Regions from separate parts of the Zea mays genome. Here regions 1, 2 and 4 are each linked to region 3. A link is a contact called in public Hi-C data. All regions are on one chromosome and are shown on one strand. The core of a region is the stretch at or near the end of the contact, and the rest is flanking DNA. Distances in the headings are between cores, read along the strand shown.

Evidence for each region. A called contact is a pair of places that touch in the nucleus more often than the background predicts.
Region 1: a Hi-C map of root tip shows a contact between it and region 3, with 2.6 times the contacts expected there. The contact joins the promoter of LOC103638622 here to the promoter of LOC103638625 in region 3. A contact is called at or near these places in 15 of 25 Hi-C or Micro-C datasets (bundle sheath, ear, endosperm and 3 more) and 2 of 3 datasets of contacts at active chromatin or transcription factors (leaf and seedling).
Region 2: a contact with region 3 is called in a Hi-C map of leaf, with 4 times the contacts expected there. The contact joins the enhancer-like site here to the promoter of LOC103638625 in region 3. A contact is called at or near these places in 3 of 25 Hi-C or Micro-C datasets (ear, leaf and tassel).
Region 4: a Hi-C map of endosperm shows a contact between it and region 3, with 2.8 times the contacts expected there. The contact joins the promoter of LOC100272765 here to the promoter of LOC103638625 in region 3. A contact is called at or near these places in 4 of 25 Hi-C or Micro-C datasets (ear, endosperm and leaf).

What each region holds. Positions count from the first base shown.
Region 1 is chr9:86,252,626-86,255,325 of Zm-B73-REFERENCE-NAM-5.0, forward strand. It overlaps LOC103638622 (U-box domain-containing protein 34), which reads right to left and starts at 1,355. Exons shown (of 9, transcript XM_008661480.4): 1 at 1,074-1,355; 2 at 845-969; 3 at 630-745. The coding sequence starts at 1,260.
Region 2 is chr9:86,028,508-86,031,207 of Zm-B73-REFERENCE-NAM-5.0, forward strand. No RefSeq gene overlaps it. Among protein-coding and RNA genes, the nearest start is that of LOC100274875, 100 kb to the right of the region's middle. Within about 2 kb of position 1,299, at least 13 of the 20 cell types and tissues checked have an H3K27ac peak or open chromatin away from gene starts, as enhancers often do. A contact at or near this core is called in ear, leaf and tassel, where this site is marked.
Region 3 is chr9:86,527,622-86,530,471 of Zm-B73-REFERENCE-NAM-5.0, forward strand. LOC103638625 (transcriptional elongation regulator MINIYO) reads right to left here and starts at 1,561. Exons shown (of 10, transcript XM_008661481.2): 1 at 1,204-1,561; 2 at 263-1,106; 3 at 61-173. The coding sequence starts at 1,431.
Region 4 is chr9:86,833,272-86,835,971 of Zm-B73-REFERENCE-NAM-5.0, forward strand. It overlaps LOC100272765 (putative serine/threonine protein phosphatase superfamily protein), which reads left to right and starts at 1,339. Exons shown (of 6, transcript NM_001147218.1): 1 at 1,339-1,824; 2 at 2,646-2,700. The coding sequence starts at 1,572.

The DNA of each region.
Region 1 (2,700 bases), core at 105-2,604, 280 kb before region 3:
AGAGCTTAAAAGAGGTTTGATCTTCATAAAAAAAAGCAGATCAATTCCAGTGTACGTGCATGCGTCCAGCTTTCCAATACCAAATGCTGTGCCTGTGTGCGCATCCCACTATCTCAAAAGGTTTGTCTGTTTGTATTTTGAGTTTTGTTTTCCCTTTTGTTCCCTACCATTGCTTTGGGCACATCCCACTATGCCAAATGCGCGCGCACATCTCACTATCCCCCCCCCCCTTTTGCTCCCTTGCTTTCCTTTTTTGTTTTAATTAGGAAAAAGGCATGATCCATCACATCACTTGTGGGGTTCTCAAAAGCAGAATCCTAGTCTTTGTGTTTGGAGAGATTTGCAAAAAAAATAAAAAAAAAGTGCTAGCCTTTGACAGAAAAGACGCTCAATCCTGACGAAATGTTTGCCAAATCGTTGGTCTGACAGAATGAAGCTCGTTTCACTGTCTCCAAAAAGGGACACTCCTTTTTGCTCCCTGTGGCCTTTATTCTTATAGTTTTACCTCACTTCAGTAAAATTATTTAATTTCAGTAAAACTTAGCAGCGATTCCCTGAATCCCTATAACATGGACATTTGGTTTCTCAAAAGTGAAATTCCAGACGCCTTGTGTACTAAAAATCCTCACCTCCGGAACCAGCTGAGGGAGGCGGATCCGAGCACGAGGCTGCGGACGCCGGACTCCGCCGCGTACCTCACCAGCGCCTCGGCGACGCTGTCCCCTTCCAGAACCACCGTCTCCACCTGCGAATTTGGCAGGCTCGAACCAGTCGATCAGAAACGACGCAGTACCAGCAAAGCTACGACGCGGAGTGAAACGCGAGGGGGGCCACTTCCACTCACGCTTTTGCCGCGGCCGACGAGGCGGCGGAAGGGGAGGAAGATCTCCTGCGCGAGCGCGCGGTTGTCCTGCGCGTACATCTCCACCACCTCCGGCTCCATCTTGTCCACCGGCACCCTCTCCCCGGCTTCGCCACACCGAGAAAGAAAAACCGTGGAGCCCATCGTTAGGTGGCTCCCATTTGGAACCCAGAGGACTCGAGGAGGGGAAGTGAAGTGAAGTGGTCCTTACATGGAGACGGCACGAAGGAGACGGGCGGGATGACGTGGACGAGCGCGACGCGGCCGCCGGGCGGGACCAGGCTGGCGGCGGCCCACCGCGCGGCTCGGCGGCTGGCGCGGCCGTCCCCGCGCACGGCCACCGCGACCTGGAACTGCATGCCCCCGCCGTCGCCCGGCGAGGACGCACCCTCCTCCATCCCTGCGGCGCCGGCCGGGGGAGGTCGCGAGGTCAACTCAACTGAGCTGCTGCGGTCTTGCGGGCAAGCAACGGGCGGGCCGCGGGCGGGTTCCTTCGAGAGCACGGCGGTTGGGTTGCGTTGTTTTTAATGATGATGAGCTCGTTCGTTCAATGAATGGATGTTTCGGGGCTGCGCTCACCGTGACAGTGACGTGGAGGCCGGACCGTCTTCCGTGGGGCCCCCAGTTGGACTGGGGACGCGCGTGGTGACTGGTGCGCGTTCGTGAGGGAGATCCGGATGAAGGGTTCGTTTCGTTTTGGTCGGCGATTTCGGCATGTTGAGCTTTTATCTTGTTCATTGAGGATGGATGACAAAAAAATCAAAGTAAAAAAAATCGTGGATCTCGATGTTAGAAACAATCTTGTCATTAGGAGATCTGCATGTTTATATTTCGTTTTGCATTTAGCTGTAGGGAGTCGGCAAGGCATGAGGCCAGCAACGCCATGGGAAGTGGTAACTGCGTACGTGTGGACGGAAGTGATTTTCGTGGCGAAGGAATAGATCCAGCGACTGGGTTTTTGCACGTCGTTGGCGTGAGACTCGCCGGCCATGTGCCTCTTGATTAGTGTGTGCATGGACTTGGAGATGGAGGTGTGTGGCGTGAGTGAGACTCGCCATGAGCATGCTGTTGTAGCGTGCACGTAGAATAGGATCGTGGAGTCAGTCTCGGGCGACTGGGCTGTTGGTTGTTATCACTTGCATGCATGTATCTGGGAGTCTGTTGGTTGTTATCACTTGCATGCGTGTTCCTTTGTAAACTACTAGTTGTGTGCGTGTGTTCATCAGAAAGCAAACTGAAACTACTAGCTTTTTAGTGCTTGAGATTAGGCAGCACTTGTGACGACAGGAGTGATTCCAACACTCGCATCTCAATTGCTTCGACTATCGAGTTCGACCATGTTCTCAGGCTATGTTGAGGGGTTTGTTTGTTTCCATCCACTAGGGTCTTGTTCGGTTGCGACTGGATCGAAAGGGATTGGATGAGATTAAATCACTCTCTAGTCAAAATTAAATAGAAGGAGATTTAATCTTGTTCTATCCACTCCAATCTAGACGCAACTGAACAAGGCATAAGCTTTATTGACCGAAGTTTATTCACTTTTAGTGAGACGGAGCCGCTCCTTTCCTAATTTGTTGTTGTTTGGATTGGTTCCATGTAGAATAGGATGACTCTAAATAAGAAAAATTATGTCTAAATGTTGAACCATCCGGCTCTATAAAATCCATTGGATGGAGCCGCTCCCTGGTTTGAGTCGCTCTATCCCAGCTAGTTTCGGAACCAACCACTAACTTAGTTCCTAAAGTGCCAAACAGGATGACTAAAAGTGGCCTCCAAAACTTTAGGTGTCGTTTGGTTCACAAAATGTAACGTAAATGGTAATGATGATGATTCACATA
Region 2 (2,700 bases), core at 49-2,548, 500 kb before region 3:
TTTGCAGGACCTTTGCGTTGAGTCCAGGAATGCTGCAGGAGTGCTTAGCTTAGTACAGCCGTGGGAAGCTGACGATGACACTCTGAGGGTCTTGCTTTCCAATTTAGTGCTTGAGGAAGATGGGGTGGATGGAAAAGGACCAGCACTTGTTCTGTGTTCTGTTTTCTTACCACAGTTACTGGAGCTTCAAAGACCAGCTTCATCCGTTCTCCTTTCCACTGCATTGGGTCTCTGCAAGCGCCACCCAGCTGCAGCACTGGAAGCTGTACTCTTTCCACTGGTTCTTAGAAAGGGCGGCCTAAATGTTCCCCAGTGTGATGTGTTAACACGTATTATCAAGGAATGCATGCATCCACTGCAAGTTACTGCTTTCTGCCATAGGCTGCTTTCAGGAAAGGAGCAAGAGAGGAAACCAATCTGTATGCCTCAGCATATGGAGAATATCGGTACTCATTTGGTGTGGACGGAATCTCTGTTTGCACTATTTTACAACATTCTTAGTCAAGATATTTACTTGACACCAAGCACCGTTAATGAGCTAATTTCTGTGATTGATGACCGGGCATCAGAGTTCCCGAGGTCATTGAAATTTGGCAACTTTCTGCTGTGCTTCTTATCAAAGTGTTGGCATGAATGTAAGCATCAGAGGGTTTTACTTGAGAGAGCTGCCAAGAGAACCAACACTTTCCTTACTAAAGCTATATTGGCGAAACTGCGCCCTGCCAGTTGAAATTATATTTCTAAAGCATTTAAATTTGAACAACTTGTGAGTCTCATTTCTACTCAGAAATATGACGATTTAATTTTCTTTGAGGGTATGTTCAATTTTATAGTACTACTATGCATGCATTGATTTAACATCTACTAACTTCAAAACATACAGCTCGTTAGTTCATAAACCATGCAAACTGAAGATTGGTTCATATGCAAAGCAACTAACTTATTTTTGTGTATATGTTAATTCTTAATGTTTATAAGATTCTTAATTAAATAATAGCAATGTCATCAATGTTTTCATATCGTCTCATTAATAGCGATTAATTGACTGATCACAATTGTGCACTCGATCGATAAACAATAGCGACACAATCAGAGTGATTAGAAACCTGATCATCCGATTAATCGTCATTTAATCATGATTAGTCGTTCGATCAGGTCGCGGACGATCAGTTTGCCCGCGTTTGGGAATTTTCAATTTCGGCCCACTTCGTTTTTTGTTAGCATTCATATTGGACCAGTGCAACCCACTTGACCTTTCCTATACGCAGAGCTTAGCCCACACACGAGAGTAGTAGAGCATCACATAGCCTGGAGATTGAAGAACCCTAGACCAGACACTAGAGCAGTAGAGCACAGAGACAGCGGTGCGCCATCGGCGCCCCCTCCTTGGTCCCCAGTGTGCCCACTCCTTGGTCCTACAGTAGCTGACCTCTTCTCCGCAGACCTCGACTCCTTGTTCACCGGTGACTTGCCTATAGTGCTCATGTGTTGGGTGCGCCCCGTCATGGAAGCTGTGGGCTGTGCTCATATCACTCCCCAAGTCCCTAGACCCTAGTCCTCGTTGTGAATTTGTGATCCGAGTCCCTAGTCCCCAGTCATGTCACCTGCAACTTGCTCGATTTAGAACTTAGGATTCAGAAGGCGATTAATCGGGCTGATTGCTCCTCTAGCGATGAGAATCGATTAGCCATTCTGAAAACATTTTAATGACATTTTCATAATTAACATGACATATCACTGTTTGAAGAAACCCACATGTTACATTTTTTTTTGATAAGAAGATTACCCCATTTCTATATTTCCATAACAGAAATATAGTAAAGTTTAGACAAACTGTCCAGGATAACCTGCAGCAAAAGAAACCTACTCCTGCAAACTCACTACAACATAAGTTTATCTATCAATCTGAATGTCACCCCCGGATTTGAGAAATTTGCTATTTTGCCACTCTCAATTTTGGCTGTCTGTTATTATGCCATCCTGTGTCTATGACTGGTGGGACCGTCTGTGTCTATGATTTGTGGGTCCGATGGCATATTGGCGAAGCCCACAAATGATAATGGCAAAATTGCCAATGGCTCCCCCGGATTTAGGAGGCCAAACCCGGGCGAATGTCAAATGTGTGATAGAATCAAGTCTCACACATATGATGAGTCATGGTACAAAAACGGATGTCACATCTTTTACTATATAATATGAGTTCTATACAAAATAACTAAATAATTACATCATACGAAGACAATAATCCAGCAATCTAAGTTGACTGAGAGGCGGCGGTCTAGACCTCTCACAAACTCATCACAACATCCTTCATGCTCCTTATCTTGGGTACCTATTCTTGACCTGAGGGATGTGAGTACAACAAGGGTGAGGTCACATTCGTTGATCGCTCAACAAGTTGTGGGGAACAATGTGGATGAGCTCACTTACAGTGGGGCTCATGTGAAGTGTAAGACTTACCAAAGGAGATAGTTAAAGCTGAGCATTGCTTTTAAAGTTGGTCAAAATTTTATTAGCAGTTACCAAGTATAATTAGATACCAACCCAATTAAATAAGATATCACAATTAATAAAAACACCCACAATACAATGCATACGACAAATTTAGTTTCATAAATTACTAATGTGAGTGTCCGAGCCGCTCATTACCGTGAGCACGACTAATATACCAGTTTTGCACTCTACAGATGTTGTGTATCT
Region 3 (2,850 bases), core at 311-2,810:
CAATTCCCAAGTAAATGGACAAATAAAATTCGAAATGGAGGGTGTATAAAAAAAACAAACCATGCTCCTGGTAAGTGCCACTGCCTCATTGATTGTGTACCCAACAGCTGCAGGATCACCTTCTGTTCTAAGGAAATCACGCTCAGCAACACTTTCTGAAGGCATCTTCTTGCCTGAAAGTGGGAGATATAGGTTGTCATCTAAAGGATACCACACCAACAGAAGCAAATGTAGCTCATATGAGCAAAACCATGTGGTATACCATCTTGTTGCTCGTGAGAAGATTGGAACCCCAATATGTCTCCATCTAATGTGAACCTACAAGACCTGATCCGCTCCACTCTTTCGCTCCACACCTTCCAGGAGTGCCCAGTATGTTCACCAGCAGTCAACCAATCCCCTGGTGTAGCCCTTTTATTCTTCTGCAGCCCTGAGTTTTTCAGACCCTTGTCCTTACCCACATCCTTCGTGCCTCCAGACTTCTCCCTTCCCCGCCGCCTCAGCATCTCCAGCAATGCAGGGTTCAGCTTATTTACAATATCTGCTTGGGCCTCTGCAATCTCCCCTGCAGACATCCCAGCCAACCTAGCCATGTTCTCTGCGCTGATCTCTGCTTCCATAGATGACTCCCTGCCGTCGAGGTCCATACTCTCTGCTTGTGATGCCAAATTCCTAGCCTCACTTGTGTTCACCAATTCATCTCTCGATTCAACCTGACTCATTGGCTTCTTGGACACGACATCAGAAACCAAAAGCACGGGACCTGGCCCTTCGCTAGCATTTCCACTGTCAAGCCGCATAGCACCTCCCTCCAATCCTCTCCCCTCAGCTGCCACACCACCTACCTTAGAAGCTACAGCCCCAGCATCAATTCTCTGATCGCTCTGTTTCTTGGCCTGCACTGGCTTCCCCTGCCTCCGCTTGGGGGGAGCATCGCCAACAAACTCACGCCACCGGCTAAAATCCATGCCCTTCTTCTCCTTCCTCCTCACAGGACCAGCTGCAGCAGCTGCCACAGGATGGTAGTCTGTCTCATCCATGTCCATCTCGTCGTCGTTGTCCGCGGTCTCATCCTTGGGGGCGTCCTTCACCAAGGGAACCCAGTGCTGCGAAACGGGAAGTAGTAGTTGGTCAGCGGCGAAGCAAATCGAGGTTAGCGGGTTAGGAGCCTAGGGTTTGTTTGGGAGGGCGGCGTCTGCTTACGGGGCCGTGGGAGCGGTGGCGGGCGACGGGGAAGGGGAGGACGGAAGGTCGGGGCGCCGAGGAGGGTGCGGCGGCGGAGTAGCCCTTCTCGACGATGGCGCCGACGAGGCGGGAGGGGGACGCCGCGGCAGGTGTAGGGGGTGCGGTGTGGAAGGGTTCCTCCACGACCTTACGGCGTGTGGGCTGCGCGCCGCCGGGCTGGTGCCGCCGCTTCGTCGTCGCGTCCATCGGGGAAGAGAGGGGTTATGGTGCTATACTGCTATGCCGCTTTTGGTGTGAGCCTGTATGGTTTTGTGGTCGCCCGTCAAATCGCGAAGCTTCAAAACTTGTGTGTCGATAGCTTATGACAAACTAGATCAAGGGGCGCGTTGCACGCCTATAGTTCAAACTTGATCAATATCTGTTTGACATGCGTGAACCTTATTGAATTTTGAGAAACTTCGCATAAAAGAGTTTAATTGTGAATTTTCACATGAATATAGAAGGTCAAGGTTGTCCGCTTCATATTAAAGTATGTATAGATTAAAGCCACACGAATAGACTGCGTCCAACCAGATCGAAAAGTTTAAACACAATCGCATGTCTGGTCAATCGTACCACAAAAGAAATAGTGTATTGTATGGATAAAAAATTTCAAAATTATTATGGATCGGTTCGTCCGTCATCGTTGATGGAGTGGCTGACCTGTAACTTCGGAATTGGCTTGCGGATTGTCCGCCCCTGTGATCGGACAGTCCACAGTGGCGGCATAATACACGCGTGCGCAGAATCATTTATGTTCCCTGTTTTCTTGCGGAATTTGATATCGATCTTCGCGGGATTAACTCGGAAACTGACTTATAATGGGTCCAGATCTTCCCCTTTATATAGATAAAGGGGTACGACCGATTAAACCTCACACAATCAATCCAATCAATTCTACTCATCATTCTTACCTTAAGCATTAGGAGTAGCCCTAGTTTAGTATTCTTCTGCCTCGAATTTTTACCTCTCTTCAGCTCTACGTCGACTAGAGACGTCTCGGGTGGCCTGCTGACCCCAAGACACACCCTAAGATCTCTCCTCCACGACGGGTCCCTTCTAGGAGGCGAGATCTAGGTCTTATGTGAATAAGACGACCTTCTATTCCATCACGGATCGTCTGAGCCCTACGCGCGGACCGTCCGGACGTACGCAAAGAAGGAGTCGCTCCTGTGCCCAGGTCGCGGACCGTCTGGCCCGGTGACGCAGACCGTTTGTGCCTCCACAGAGAGCACTGCAAGGCTGTTCATCTCCAGTGTTTGGCGCCCAGATCGGCGCCAACACAATTTTTGGCGACTCCGCTGAGAATAGGTGTCTAGATCTAATAATAATCAGGCCCTCAAATGGTCGGTTTCAAAGATCACACTGGTACCTTTCCAGGCAATATCATTAGGTCGGCTGTTGAAAGTCTATCGGCCGATGAGCAACAGTGATACGAAGACTACATGCGTTAAGCAAAGGAGAATTTCTTCACAATTCACGGTGAAACGTCACCAGAAGGTTGTCAAACATGGAGAGATCAAGGTCACATCTCTTCTACCTTCGCTTCAAATCTCCAATGTAAGTAAATCCGACGACATCCAATCTATTAAACAGTATGTAGATCAACAGCAAGATCAAATAAAA
Region 4 (2,700 bases), core at 89-2,588, 310 kb after region 3:
GAACGACACTGCCCAACATCTTATAGATCAGTAGATCACCGAGGAGGTCGAGTCCGTCGTCGATGGACCTCTGAAAATTTGTGCCTCCACTACTCCATTGCAAGTTGTCCTCGCCCCAAGCCGTTGATTTTGCTGCCCCCTTCTAGCCACAACACGTTGTTGAAACCTCGCGCAAGCAACTCTTTCTTGCCCCTACCAGACAGGAGTACTTGACCATGGTGGTTGCATTGCTGCTCTTCATGCCGCTACAAAGAAGGGAGAATTGGGCTTTGAAATGTTTTTTAATTCACGTTTCCTAAAAGCCAATAGAGAAGGGAGGGCAATTTCTAGGAGAACAAGTTCTTTACTACATGAACATACCTTCAATCCGCCAACGCATCTAATCTACACGTCGCCGCCACAGCCCTTCCATCTGCCGCCGCCACCCTTCATGCCCCTGCCACAACCCTCATATACGCCGCCACCACAGCCGACCTTCACGACCCCATAACCGTGCCCTTCACGTTGTCGCCGATGTAGCCCTTCAAGCCACCACCGTCACTGTCTTTTTCATGTCGCTACCGTAGCCACCCTTCACGCTGCTGCCGCTGCCGCCACACCCGCCCTTCAAGTCACTGTCTCCACTGTTGGTCACGACTTTGTTGCCCTAGTGCAAATGCACTCTTTTCGCCCCCCTCGCATGTGGAATAAAAAGAACCGGTGGAAAATGAATCACATGTGGGAAATGATTTTTATTGGAGTTTGGGCATGCCATAGTTTATAAAAATATGTGTGGAGATGAATTCGTAGTCCCAAAGTTTTTGAGGAAGTTTTGGTCACCTGTTAGGGCTAGTTTGGGAACCTCATTTTCCTAAGAGATTTCTATTTTTTTCATGGGAAAATGAACTAATTTCCCTTAGACTTTGTTTTTCGCTAGTTTATCCTAATTTTTTTTGTAACATATAGGTCTTTCTGGAGATCTCTATGGGTACATTTGGTTACAATGATAGAACAGAATGGGATGAGACGATTCCTCAAATTAGGTTGTTTGGTTCTAAGTCGAGGGTTGGGACATGACTATCCTAATGTTGTCCTCTGTTGTCCCTTAAAATTAGAGGGACGAGAGAGGACACTAGAAAACGTTCCTATCCTAGCTGACCCGTAATCAAACGCATAACTCTCTACCTGGTAAGGAGGTTTGCCTTTATTTCATAAAACAACACATAAAACTACTATAACCAAGGACTAAATCACCAAAAAGAAAAGCCCAAAGCCAAATCGAAAACAAATACCAAGACAGCGAGGAAAACAAAAAATTTAAAGAAAAGCTCCCCCCATCCACGAACAAAAGATCGCGAAGCGAGAGGGAATGATGGAGGCATAGGCACTAGCACCTCCTCGCCTCCACCTCCGTCCTCTTCGATCCCGTCCAATCCCCCGCGCCCCGGCGCCCCTCTCCGCCGGCGGCTTTGCTGGGTCCCGCGCTCCTCCTCCTCCTAGGCTGTTCTGGTTGGGGCTGCGGCGGAGGGAACTAGGTAAGGGGGAAGGAAAGGGGAGGTTTGAGGGAGAGCGCAGCGGCAGCGGCAGCAGCGATGCCATCGCACGCGGATCTGGACCGCCAGATCTCGCAGCTGCGGGATTGCAAGTTCCTGCCTGAGGCGGAGGTCAAAACGCTATGCGAGCAGGCCAAGGCGATCCTCATGGAGGAGTGGAACGTGCAGCCCGTGCGCTGCCCCGTCACTGTCTGCGGCGACATCCACGGCCAGTTCTACGACCTCATCGAGCTCTTTCGCATCGGTGGCGACGCGCCCGACACCAACTACCTCTTTATGGGCGACTACGTCGGTCAGTCCCTCCCGACTACGTATCCTAGCCCCTCCCGCCTATCCTAGCCCCTCCCGACTCGTTCTTGGTTCCGGTCGATCTGTTGATTTGCATGGTGGTTCGATCTGTTTCTCTGGAGACTGTTATTAGCTAGGAGTATTGGTTTCAATAGATCGTGCTTGTGAACTGAGGCGCTCAAGCTGATTATGGCTCAGTGGACGGGGTTATTGATGCTAAACGGATTGTTCAAGCTGATTATGCTAAATGGACTGTTTAAGCTGATTATGGCTTCCTCACTGTTGCTTTATGGATCACAAAGATTCTTTCTGGCGTTATTACATGATAAATTTGTTGCTTTATGATAAGTGACTTAAAAACTTCTGCAGACTAGCAATTATTGAATGTTTGTAGTTATTGTATATAAGAAATTGAAAACGTGAACCTTTTTAAATTTTATGGCATATATATGGATGGTCTACTGATTGTACACTACACTATTGCTCACATTGATTGTACACGTAAAGCATTCTTGAAAAGCTATAGATGAACTTATAAGAGCCTTGCCTGCAAAACACGCTTGTTACATGTGCTATTTCTATGGGCCTAGCATATGGGCATACACACAAACAGGACGCTGTCCAATTAAACTTTCCTGCAATTTTTGATGTGCTGCGTCCTAGTGCTGTGCAATATTAGACGTGCTTCAGGAAATGTTACCTTTTCCAGTTAACTTGTCAAGGTACTGGGGAAGCTTACCGTCTTCATATCTAAACTTTCTACTGCTTTCGATAGTTTTATTTGTTTCCATACCACAGTTGAGTTGACTATGGGTTTTTCTGCAGACCGTGGCTACTACTCAGTGGAGACTGTGTCCTTATTGGTGGCTCTAAAAGTACG